Linked DNA regions of Mus musculus: region 1 is linked to region 2. Evidence: chromatin contacts called from public HiChIP or PLAC-seq data. All regions are on one chromosome and are shown on one strand. Each heading gives the region's core, a stretch centred on a gene start, on an enhancer-like site or on the middle of the called end of the contact. The rest is flanking DNA. Distances are from core to core; before and after follow the strand shown. Region 1 has its middle 28 kb from the start of Gm36235. Region 2 overlaps Gm5432 (a long non-coding RNA gene).

Region 1 (6,459 bases), core at 3,925-6,424, 190 kb before region 2:
TTATTTCAAATGTGCTGTTATGCTTCCCCTTCTATTTAAAGAAAGATGTCTAGCAATTATAATAACTTGACTCAAGAATCAAATATTTAGGGCAGCAAACCATGTCTATTTCAGGCATCGCAGCTGACGTACATTCTTGGGACCTACAGGATAAACACAGTATTTCATTTCATGTTCCTAAAAAGGGAAATAGCCATGAGCAAAATGAAAAGGCTTTGTTTCCACACATGTGTGCAGCTAGCGGGAGTCTGGGCAGTGGAGCCAGGCTGTTAATACAGGTCTGACACAGTCTATGATTGAAGACATTTAAGAGGTTAACGTATTTCAGTCTCACACAGTGACTGAAAGAAGTGTATGTCTATAGAGTCATCATACATTAGCAGAGCCTGTAATTATTATCCTAATGGATCTTATCAAAACCAGCAAGAGCTAGGCAAGAAATGGATAATTACAGGGTGATCACAGGGAGATGTGTTTTCTCTCCCCAAAAGCTTTCCATCAGCATAATGACCAAAGTATCTGGGGCCCATTTGGAGGTGCATTAACCAGATGATGTGAGTGCTAAGTCACTGATTTAATTAGCTCTGTTCACCAAAGATTAGTGCAATCGAGAGTCCCCTCACCCTATGTCCCCTCCTCATAAAAACTGCCCTCCCTTATAGCTGACAGTCACTCCTCCTCTTAGAATAACCTTGTAAAGGTCATAATTTCAAAGATAATTTGTATAGCTTTGTCCAATGAGTATCTAATATTCCATCTATTTATTCCATTTATCCATCCATCCATCCATCCATCCATCCAAATACATCCATCTATCCAACTGTATTTATCCATCCATTCTTCAATCAGCTCATCCATCCCATCTTAATCCATGTAGACAACTACATCCATCCATCTCTATCCATCTATCCAAAAACCAATCCATCCCTAGACCTATCTTCTTATGTATTTTCAAAATGTGTCTAAGATATCTGTAAAGCATATCATCATTAAATACAATTAAGTATCTTTAAAAAAAATCAAATGCAAAAACATAAAGCAAGAAAGAGGGATATGATTGTGAGAGAAAGACAGACAGACACAGTAAAGTATAGTAAATATACATGAAAGCACCTAGTCCTGTAAGCTTAGTTGAGGGTGTTTTTGTCATAGTCACCTTGGTTTCTTTTCTTCCTATATATCAAAAGAAATGTGTATATATATATATATACATATATATGTTATACATATATACATATATATATATATACATATATACATATACATATGTTATACATATATACATATATATATATATATATATATATATATATATATATATATGTTCTGTATGTCTCTCTAGTGTGTATATACACACACAGATTTCAAAATTAATTATATCATTAAGGCAAAAAGGGAGCCACTAACTGAACAGAAATACAACTGTTTTGTTTTCTGAATCAAATACTATTCCCTCAAGGTCTTCATAAGGGGGGCAATGATGTAGATGTGACTGTCTATTGGCATCCCACCTTAACATAAGGGCACATTTCTTGTGGCTGCTTCCTTTAATCCTTCTTAGTGAAGTCAGCAGCCTAACACCCAGGTGAAAATGAACCAAGTCAATTGGATGGAAAACCTAATGAACATCTCTTAACACCTTTTGCCATTATAATAGCTTAAGTAGCAACACTATAAGCTTTCTAGAACCAGTTTGTTTTCTTCCAGGATACTAAAGTCAGTTATCTGAGACAGTAAAAGGAGTTGAGTCATCTTGTGAGTCTTTGGAGATGAATGCCTTGTCACTTAATGTTTCTCAAACAAATTAATCCTTATGTTGCAAAAGTAGGCATTCTTTTTGTTGTTGTTGTTGTTGTTGTTGTTGTTGTTTCCCTTGGTCGTTTAGACATTGCGCTTTCTCAGAGTAACTGGAGGTTTAGAAACTGGGTGAAAATACTCCATGGAGAAGCTTTGGAGAAGTAGCCAGGCTCTGCCACTGCTTCCAGTGCCTGCTTATGCAAGAATGTCACGATGGTTGATTTTGTGTCAGCCTGTCTGGGTCATGGCATTCAGAGATGCTGCTGACAATTATTTCGAATGGCTATCTGACATGGTTTAGGGTGAGATTTGTTTTAAATCACTGAATTATGATGATTGCTTCCGTATGTGAGTGGATTTCATAAGAGTAGAAAAAAGTCTTGACCACCCTTCTCCCAGCAAAAGGATTTATCAACAGATTGCTTCAGACTTTAGCTGCGGATGCCCTTGGCTTTTAGCATGCTGGCCTCCCACCTACTTTGGAGTCACTAAGCCTCTACAATCACTGTGACTGATTCCTTGAAGTAAACTCACACTATAGACATAGATGCTGTTTTGAAGAACCATGATGGGCACACATGCATCTGCTCACTGGTTACTGGCATCATGATTACACTCATGAAGTCCTTGTGTAGTCATGCTAGCCACCACCCATTCATAACCATACCACAGTAATTCCTGCCACCCCCATGCCCTCTGGTCTGCTGAAATCCTTACTTGGGAATGAATGCAGCTGATCTGCTCTAAGCATGGGCCCCAGTGACAGGCAAGCTTGGTCCTGGAAAGCCCAGCTGCGATGACCCTGATAAACAAACGGTCTGCTTGGGCTCCCATTTTCTTTCTCTCGAGGAGAACCATGGCTGCCGAATCAAGCCAGACCTGACGAGGCGGTTCACAAAAGTAACCTCTCAGAAGAGATAAGTAGGACCTGGGAGGGTATCAGGGCCCACCGGGGGATGGTTAAGATGGTGGAGAATAAACACTGGAGGCCTGTATGGCTTCTCTCCAACCCCCTAAAATAATGGGTACTAGTTAAGAATGTGAAATGCAAACAACCTTCTGGAATTTTCCAGGGCACAGAGATATCAAGTCCTTCCTGATCAGAACTAGATTTCATATCTAGCAAAATGTAGAATGATTACAGAAAACAGTTACAGCCTTGAATTTTTTTTTTTGCAAGATGAAATTTACATTTGCTGCCAATTTTAGTGTTTTAGAGCACATAGTGACATGTCTACTAATGGTTGAATTACTTATATAAAATATTAATTTAAATTGCACAGCGAAGCAAGATGCTTTGATGTGGTGGTAAATGCAGACCACAGTAGATGGACAATAACAGGAAAACCTAGTGGATTCCATGTCATACAGATTGGAGTTGAGTCCCAGGTGTAGAACCTGTGCAGGAGACTTTCAAGAGGTCTGGAAACTTTTTTAGGATACACACTTCACTGTAAAGTACAAGGGAGCTGTTGATTGCTCTAGGGGGATTTTTATATAAATAATTTTTTAAATTTCACTTTTATTTTACTAGTGAGTATAAGTGTACTTGGGTGCCGTGAAAGTCCCAAAATGGCATCCGACTCTTTGGAACTGGATTTCAGGAGGCTGTGAGCAGCCCTCTAGGGTACTAGGAACGGAACTTGGGTCAGCTGGAAGAGTAACACTGCTGAGCCCTCTCCCAAGCCCCTTAGACAGCAACTCAGCCAGTAATTGAGAGATCTAGTTTCTAATCAAAGAGGATGCCTCCCTCAGCCCATGGTGCCTTCTTCATTTTGTCCCACAGGTTAAACCACTTATCACTGAGAAGGAACCCTGGAAGGGAGCAGCCAAGCAGAGAAACTCCCTGTTAGAAGAATCAGGACAACAGAAATTTTTAATTTTTTTCCAATTTCTTGTAATGTTGTGTATTTTATTCAGCAGAAAAATCCATGTTGGGAAGCAATCCCCACACTTTTAGCAGGCTCAGCTGTCTGAAGAGTAAATAGAGGGATGTACCAGAGGTATTTATTTGGCTCTTGTCTCAGCAGCAAGGAGCTGCTGCTACCTCCAAACAGAGAGAGCAGAAGGCACAGTGGAAGTCCTAGCAGTCTATTTACTGTTCATTTCTCCCTGCCCAAGCTATTGCAACATGACATAGCCTCATGCATTCCTACACTTTGGGGATCTTTCTGAGCTACTGTCAAGAGCCTTGTCTTTTCCTGCAAGGTTGATAGGCACATACAAGGATAAAGAGAGATTCTAGTTACTCAATACTTGTTTTGCTTAGTCTATTAAAAAAAATTGCACCATATCCCATTTGATGATTGTGCAATGCAGGGTGGATACCTAAACTGGAAGTTAAGTAACTCTGAGCTCTAGGCACCTTTACAATTGAGACATCTATTTATATTCAAGTGGAAAATATTCCGTTGTTCTTGATTTAAAAAAAATGGGTAGAAAGCCAATGAAAATAGATTTGACTATTCTTTGCATATAGGGAATGCTCACTGGAAAATTTTCATTCTGCTCTTCTCAGGTGAGGAAAATAGAGTACGGATTGTTAAGGATCTAGAGCCCCAAGAAAATTATTAATCCACCTGGGATCTTCTATTGGTAGCACCAGTAATGAAAATGCTTAGTGTGGGCTCAAATCTCAATTCTGACATTCTCTGGTTCGATGAATTGGAGGAAATGACTTAACTCTCCTGAATGTGGTTTCCTTCATGGGAACTGAAGTACTGACTTCAGGAACTACCATAGAGTAGCTGTAAAGGGCTGAGGCCAGGGCACATGATAGGTGGTTCGGACACATCCCTATACATTGCTTTCCATCTATTTCCTACCCTTGTCTTTCTGCTTACTTACTTTATACTTGTGTGTTGAACCTTCTTGCACCCCAGCACCCTGAGAAGACCCAAAACAGAAGCTGCATGTGCTGTGTAGAGCACTAGAAGCATGCAGGCAGCGCTACAGTGAAGATGAGACAGATCCTGGTGAACACAGGGCATGGGGTATGCTCATGGTGTCTTCAGAGAGTGAGGAAGAAGAAGCTCTTCAAAGCTTGATGATCCCATCAATTGTCCTTGAACAGGGTCTCTATGTAATGACACGTGGTGGAAAAGGTTCCATGCTTAGGAACGGGAGCCCTGTCCCTGACAATAAAGCCACCACTTCAGTGGGGTTATACAGGTGTTTATCTACTTAGCACTTATCCACCTCTGGGCTTGAATTGACCCCTTATAAGTCTTCACTTTCTTGACTTACAAATATGAATGACATCCTCTGATCCTTGGTCTTGTGTTCCAAGGGACAGATGGGCAGGGAAGGGGAACAGGGTGAGGCCACGGAAGCTGATTAGAGTGCAGTTTGTCATGCGTGAAATCCTCTGTAAATGTGAGGCTGTTCAGCTGCATCATCACATGCTCAGCATAAAGGAAGTAGGTTTGAGCCATGTGTCGTGCAGACTCCATATGGGCTCTCCAAATGAGACAGGAGCTGCTTTGTGTTTACATGAAAGAACGAAAAAAACTTGATGTCCATCCTGGGGGTCCCTGTGAATATCCAGAGCACATGGCCCAGCTGCAAATTCCACCCTCATCCAGTCCTGTGCTTGTCATCCAACTGTACTTGGCACAGAAAGTACACACACACACACACACAGCACACACACACACACACACACACACACACACACACACATACACACACACACACACACACACACACACACACACACACACACATCTCAAAGGGCAATGTACACACAGCACACTTTCCACAAGAAAATAGATGGAAACGAAGCCGAATTTATCATACACATCCAAGTCACAAGCATGATTCCTACTGGATGATCTCCTCTTTTTCTAAAGCTAGCTCTGAGACAAGGGCAACTGTTAAAGTTATTGTTATGGGACAAAAGAGATCTAGGAGGAAGCCTTCATGAGGATAATCCTGACCTCTTGAAATGGGACTCTCTGGTATTCCTCAGTACTGGGTGGCATTGAAAGTCAGCATGGTGTTGGTGCTTCTAGGAACAAGCGTGGGCTAGTGAGCTCACCAGGATCCACTGGATAGGCCCATGCCTGTGGCCATGTAGCTATCCCTGGTAGAACTCAACAGGCCATTAAAACAAAACAAACCGATGTAATCCCAGGGGAAAAGGATGCCGACAGGGCTGAGATGGAATTGGGGGGAGCATAATCAGAAGGCTTATACATGTGTGTGAAATTTTCAAAGAACAAATCTAATAAAATTGTAATATATATGTATACACACATTGTATATGTACACATATACATGTTATATATACATATTATATATATAGGTATATATAATCCAGTTATAGTTCAAGTGTATAAAATCCAGTCACAGAGCACATGATAGGAATGAGGATCTACTCTAACAGACTGGAAGAGGAGTGGAAACTTACCTACAGGACAGAGCAAGTCTATACATATACATATTATGGAGTGGGGACAGAACAAGTACCTTGCATTGAAAATGGAAAAATGTAACCTGCCTAACTTATTCCACTTTTATATATGAAGGAAGGTTCTGATTATAGTACTAATCACTTTTATTTTTCCAGTGAAGAGTATTAGGCTCTACTGTTCATGACTTAGCCATTCATAAATGCTAAGGAGATGTTTGCTTTTTTTTCTCTCTACCATTAATTTATTT
Region 2 (6,312 bases), core at 2,798-5,297:
AATGCTGCGCAATCTACCCTTTCCCCCACCCCATTTTGATTTCGAATATCTTCTTAGCACCTGGCCTTGGTGGCCTCAGAATATTCTTCTGTTTTCCCATGGCCACCTTTTCCTTGTCTCACACCATTCTGTTTTTCTGACTTTAAGCACCCAATGTAGCTAATTCCTTGGATTAAATCCCTCCTGACTCAAATGCTTAAAATTCTTTGCTTCTCTTAAAGGATGCACAGACATAGTTTTGAACCATAGAAAGCCACACTTTCAAAAGATCTAAGAACAATACATGACAAGATTCAATTTGTAAAATACCTGCCCTTGAAGAAGGGTTCCATATCAGATGTATAATTTAACAGAAAAAAAAATTGCTGGTTGAATAGTTAAAGTGTTTACAGGCAGAGAGGTCATTTTCAAAGAAGAACCATTCAGTTTCCTTAAAAGTTTTTTTTTACAATGACTTAAGATGCATTATCATGCACAAATCCATCAATATTTAATTTTCTTCTTAAAAATCCGCATTGGGATTAACGTTACAAAGGAAAAAAGGCTTTTATGCCGAGGAAAAGTATATCTCTAGCAATGTGGTTGGTTTTGCTGATCTGTGTGCGAGCACAGTGCAGGTCAGGAGAGGTTATTTGGATGAGGAGATCTCCCTTTTTAATCCCTGCCCCTTCCTTCTTTCACAAACTAAGCTCGGTGCTATCAGCAGAAAGACAGAACATAAAACTGCAGGCTCAGCAGATGTTTGACTAATCTTTGGGGGTTCAAAAGAGAGGACAGTGGAAGAAAAGAGGGACTCTACAAGCTTCTATTTTGATTCCTTGGGCAAGCTAACGCAAGATGATGCGGCAGGAGAATACGGAGAGTTAGCCCATTTCCGTTTGCCACTGTACTCAGAACCTATGTAGCTATCTCCTAAGTGCTAAGTTTTAATAGACATGTTCATTCTTAATAATTAATCCTTTCCTTGAAGCACTTTGATTTTTCTGATTCATATCCAGCTAAGTATAAATCTGTTGACTCTGAGCCTAAGTGTGTCAATGCACAGCTGCAGTGCTCGAGGGATCATGGGATATCCAGGTCCCCTGAGACTCAAGGGAAAGAGTCTAGGCAGTGGTGTGCTGTAACATTTCATGAGATGTGTGACATAATGTGCCCCAAAAGGTGCACACATAGCCACAGTGAAAATACTCCTGCATTCTGGTCACCAGGAGCACATTTGGGTCACTATGTAGCCATTTGCCTCTCAAAAATCAGACATCACATCCTTCGAGGAACTCCAAGCTCTTCCCTGCATCCACCACTGCTCTGAAGCCTGGCCTGAACTTGCCCTTCATTGTCTGCTTTCTCTGTACAAATGATCTCCTGGTAGACTCCAAGTCCTTGGTCCTTGGTGGGTTCTGAGCCCCACAGAGTAGGACCTCAGCCCATCTGTAAGTGCACAACTCTTAAGGAACCTCTCAAGCCAGGGATCTGTGTTTCAACACAACTGATAATTTATGGAGTCTGGCTCATGAATTTATGGAGTCTAGCACATGCCTCCAGCCAAACTGCAAAAGGCAACAGCTCCCCAAGTCCTATGCTTCATGACCATTTCAGGGCAGTTCAGAATTTATGCCATCAATCCACAGCAGCCTGTATTCAGGCGGATCCCTCTTACATTTTTCTCTTTCCTTCTTGGCTTTCTTCCTGCGGGAATTACACAATCCCCTGTCCTCCTCTTACCTCCTCCTCCTGTGCTGTACTGTACCTCCAACTCTGAGAAGCTATGAATACAAAAAGACAGCCGGCGCTCCAGGATCCTGTTACTAATTCAATACATGCAGATCTTTCAGGGAGGGTGGCAGACTTGCATTTTCTTGAGAACAATGGGGAAGCCAAAGAAGCCTTTCACTCTTTCCCTGCAGACAAATACTATCTCAGAATCCTGAAAGGGCTTTAAGGGGCTTAGTCCAACTTTTGCCATCCATGATAGGAACAGGAATGCAATGAGTAATGTGTAGACTACATGCATCACAAAAGTAGCTGCCACTGGGTTCTATTTAGGAACCCCATCAGCTAGTGCAATGGGCCAGTGTTTAGGAAAGGTTAATATGATAGGAACTTCACAGAGGCCAGTCCTTAAGCTTCAGTACTAGTTACAAAGAGCAGTAGAAATATATTTGTGGATGAGTTGGATGGGTGCCCTTAGCTCATGCTTGGGATCTTAGCCTGTAGTTTACCAGAGTCTGTGCTCTTATGTGAAGATAGGGTCCTCAAAAGGGTAATCAAGTTTATATGATTTGATTAGACTTGGTCCTAATCCCATAAGGATGGAGTTCTTATAGAAAGGAGCAATTTGAGCCGGGGATGAGCTCAGTTGGTAGAGTACCCGTGCAGTGTGCATTAAGCCCTGCATTGGATTCTAGTGCCACATAAACCATCTTGGGGGAGGGGATGCTGAAGCAGGAGATCAGAAGTTCAAAGTCATCTTCCAGCTGCCCAGGAAAACATGCACGGGTCAGGGAGTTTTGGGGCAAGGGTTGTACAGAGTTCTGAGAAAAAAGCCTTAATGGGTGATTGTCTTGCTTGCCTTAATCGATGAGAAGACCCAGCCTGAAAGTGGGTGTCAACATGATCTAGCTTCAGGCCCTGAACTAGAGAGACATTTCTCTCTGACCTTGACTGTGAACGTAATGTGACAAGCTGCAGGAGTTCCTGCCCTGACTTCTAGTCAATGGCTAGTGTAGCCTGGAAATGTCCTCTTTTGAATGAAGTGTTTTCAATAAGGAATTTACAGAGCCCATTATGAATAACCACATAGTGGGTTCTCTAGTGGGTGGGCGATTAGTGCGTTGAGTACTAAGTTACCTGGAGGTTCCAGACCTACTAAGTGCATCCTCACTCACAAACATGAACCCATGTGCAAGCTGCCTAGCTTTGCTCCACCAGTCCCTTGCTCTACCACCAGGTTCCTTATGACTTGTGCCTCTCTCCAAAGCCTGAAGGCACCTGAGCAAGGCTTTGCCTCAGCACATCTAAAGTATGGTGGCCTGGGTGGATCTTATTTACTTTGTAATTTCCCTGATCACCTCTTTCACCACTCAGAGAGTATAATTCTCTGGTATGGCCCAAGTGTGATTTCTGAAATAATAAGCATAGTCACAATCATATACAAAATAAAAAGAAACAAATTCCTTATCGAAAACAACTGAGCATCCACCTCACATATTGTGACCCATGGTGACCTGGAACTGTCCTTCCCTAGAAGCCATCCTAATCTCTCCCATTATGTACTGCAAATACTGAGGTACCTGACCTGTTCAAGCCTGTTTCTTTCAGAGGCTTCTTCCTACTCAGGTCCTTTGGTCCCCCTGGACTTCTGGTGCAGAAAGTTTTCTGTTGCACTAACCAACTTGGACACTGTTTTTCTACAACTAGTTCATGAATCAATCTCCTCTCTTTGTCTCTCTGTCTGTCCCTGTCTCTCTTTGTCTCTCTGTCTCTCTCTCCTCTCTCTGGTTCTCCTCCTTACCAAGTGGCTATTCAGTTCTCTTCTATAAAATAATGACATATTGCACATAAACTATGCACAAATCCCCCCTGTATGCCTCAAATCATTAAGCCCAATCCTGTACAAATGCTGCAAATGCTTTAAAAGTGATTGTTATATTGTTTAAAAAAATAAGAAGAACATGGTCTATACATGTTCAGTGCAGAAGAAACCCCCCCCCCCCCCAAATCTTGTGTGCTGGTAAATCTGCAGCTTCCAACTGTGAATTGTGAGGGCCAACTGTATTTGTGTTGTATCTCTGCCCCACTCTTCTGCATTCCTGAGACCTGTAAGCATGCCTCACTCCCACATGGACTGCCAGTACTCAGCCCAGCATCTGCACATACTAGGTGCTTAGCGAGTGTTTGTTTATTGAATGAGTGAGTCATGCTAACTGCCACTTACTAGGGTTTTCGAGTGTGTATTGCAGTTTAAACAGCCAGTGGTACAGGGACAGAGGGAAAGGGTGAAGAAAGACCATGCAGACGTCAGAGCTGGTCCAGTGAACGTGAGCGCCTGCCAGTGCTGGCTCAGCTCTAAATGAGTTACTGCTCTCTCAGCGCCTGCCATGGGAAGCCAGCTGCTCAGGGAGCACTGTGGTTTTGTATTCAGACAGAAGGGGACAAGCTCATGCATACATCTGGATACGGAGACAGGCCAGCTTCACCCTCTCTAACTAAGTGAACACCACGGCCTTGACAGAACTAGCTGGAATTCTAATCACTAGGGCTGGCATAATAGACAGGTGAGTCTGGGACTCTCAGAGGGGCAGGTTGAGCTACTTCCTCTGGAATACAAGCCTCTTTTCCAAATAGACCATATCCTGAAAGTATAAAATGCCTTCCTTCCTATTTACTCAAGCCTTGGCCCTAAGAGGGCTCTCCATCTCTGTCTCTATTCTGAGCTCTGAACTCATTGCCAGCACTTCTGCTGAAGCCATTTGGACAAGGAGAGGGCCACGCAGGAGGAGAGCTGGCTTCCAGGCAGTTCCTGAGAAGGTCCTCCTTGCCTGGGCCCCAGGAGGCTAATAGAATGGTCGAGAACAGGCATTGAGCCAGTCATGTCTCCTGTCCACTTTGCTCCATCTCCTGACATACACCCAGCATTCCTGCATGTGGTGACAGCTTGAAACAACACCCCTGTCCCCACATTCTGCCTCTGGAATCATTCCAGGCAGTCTCCGGTGTGCCTGCCTGCATGACTCTTGCTTCTATCCAGCTTTCTTTCCAGGTTTCACAATCCCTTTTGGCTTCATCCCCTTTTGGCTCCAATTCTTAGTGAACTCCTGTGGGTCAGCAACTTGAGTTCAGATTAGCAGGCTCAGCTTCTACCTTCAGTAGCCACCACCTACTCCCTTCCTGGATGCTTATACCTACTTAGCCTCAGCCCTGGGCTTCTAATCCCGACACAGGATCACATCTACCAGTCTCTGTCTGTGGGCTTCATACACTGAGAGCACAGTTGGAGAATGGAGGGTCAGACATGTCATAGCCAGAGACTAGCTTTTCTTCTTCTTTTGGTTGTCTTTGTCTCTTTCTTTCTCTCTTTCTTTCTCTCTTTCTCTCTCTCTTTCTTTCTCTCTCTCTCTCTCTTTCTTTCTTTCTTTCTTTCTTTCTTTCCTTCCTTCCTTCCTTCCTTCCTTCCTCCCTTCCTTCCTTCCTTCCTTCCTTCCTTTCTTCCTCTCAGACACTGGTGCAAAAAAAAAAAATTAGGTTTCCCTAAGTTCTCAGTCTTATAAATAAATAAATAAATATTGTTTATTAATAAATTATTTTATTTAAGACATCTTATTTTATCATTTTTATTATTAAATTATTTATTGTTAATAAAACATTAAATTATTAAAATATTATTTTATTATATCATTGAATTTAAATTGTTTAAATAAATACTTTATTATTAATAAATTAGTAAAAGAATGTTAGAATGGACTCAAATTCAAGAACAATTTTATTATAGTCTAAAAGCCCTAGGAGATACAAGATGTAAGCTTCAGCTGCTGGCCAGAGGAGGATAATAGAGGAGAGGAGGTAAGTAGCCATCCTGGTAGGCTGACATAGAGGTCAGCAGACGGCAGGCATAGCCACAGGACAGAGGGAAGAGCAAGGAAGCCAAACTGTTGATGGATCAGGGAACTCCAACTGGTAAGGGAAGCATGCTTAGAAAGGACATAGAAGGGCAAAAAAGAAAAGTGAAAAGTCTCACTTTTCTGAAAAGTGAATAGACTCAACACCCTCCATCCCTGAACAGCCCATAAGTTTCTGCACTGGGGGAGGGAGGAATGAATCTCAGAATGAAAAAATACTATATGTCATTAAAGAACAAATTATTCCACCAGTCTCTTTAGCTTGGCTTAAGGTGAATTCATCCAGGAGTAGTTCCTTAGCCAGAGTGATTGATGTGGCCCAGCTGGAATGTTAGAGCTCTAGCCAAGCCAGGAAGCCAGGAATTCCATTACCTTGACCAGATAGTGGCAGGAAGTGGTGGTGGTGGTGGTGGTGGTGGCGGCGGCAGCGGCAGCGGTGGTGGTGGTGGTGATGGTTGTGGTGGTGGTGGTGGTGGTGGTGATGGTGGTAGTGGTGGTGGAGACAGGGTCTCACTCTGTAGACCTGGTTGGCCTAAAGCCAAGATGGCTTCTAATTCAGATATCCTTCTGCCTGTGCCTCCCCAGTACTGGGGTTAAAAGTGGGCAATACAGCACTGGATGCCATGGTCAGAGATGCTATAACCAGCCTTTTTTTTTTAGCTGTTTGTAGGTCTCTTGTGCCAGGATGGTTGATTTT

What was found. HiChIP or PLAC-seq counts read pairs in DNA pulled down with a chosen protein or histone mark.
Region 1: a contact with region 2 is called in a PDX1 HiChIP or PLAC-seq map of a beta-TC-6 cell line, with 5 times the contacts expected there. The contact joins two enhancer-like sites. A contact is called at or near these places in 1 of 484 Hi-C or Micro-C datasets (liver) and 2 of 115 datasets of contacts at active chromatin or transcription factors (a beta-TC-6 cell line and double positive thymocytes).

What each region holds. Positions count from the first base shown.
Region 1 is chr12:16,040,111-16,046,569 of GRCm38.p6, reverse strand. No RefSeq gene overlaps it. Among named protein-coding and RNA genes, the nearest start is that of Gm36235, 28 kb to the right of the region's middle. Within about 2 kb of position 5,174, at least 24 of the 459 cell types and tissues checked have an H3K27ac peak or open chromatin away from gene starts, as enhancers often do.
Region 2 is chr12:15,848,381-15,854,692 of GRCm38.p6, reverse strand. The region is part of intron 2 of Gm5432 (a long non-coding RNA gene); the gene reads right to left. Among named protein-coding and RNA genes, the nearest start is that of Gm5432, 35 kb to the right of the region's middle. Within about 2 kb of position 4,047, at least 73 of the 459 cell types and tissues checked have an H3K27ac peak or open chromatin away from gene starts, as enhancers often do.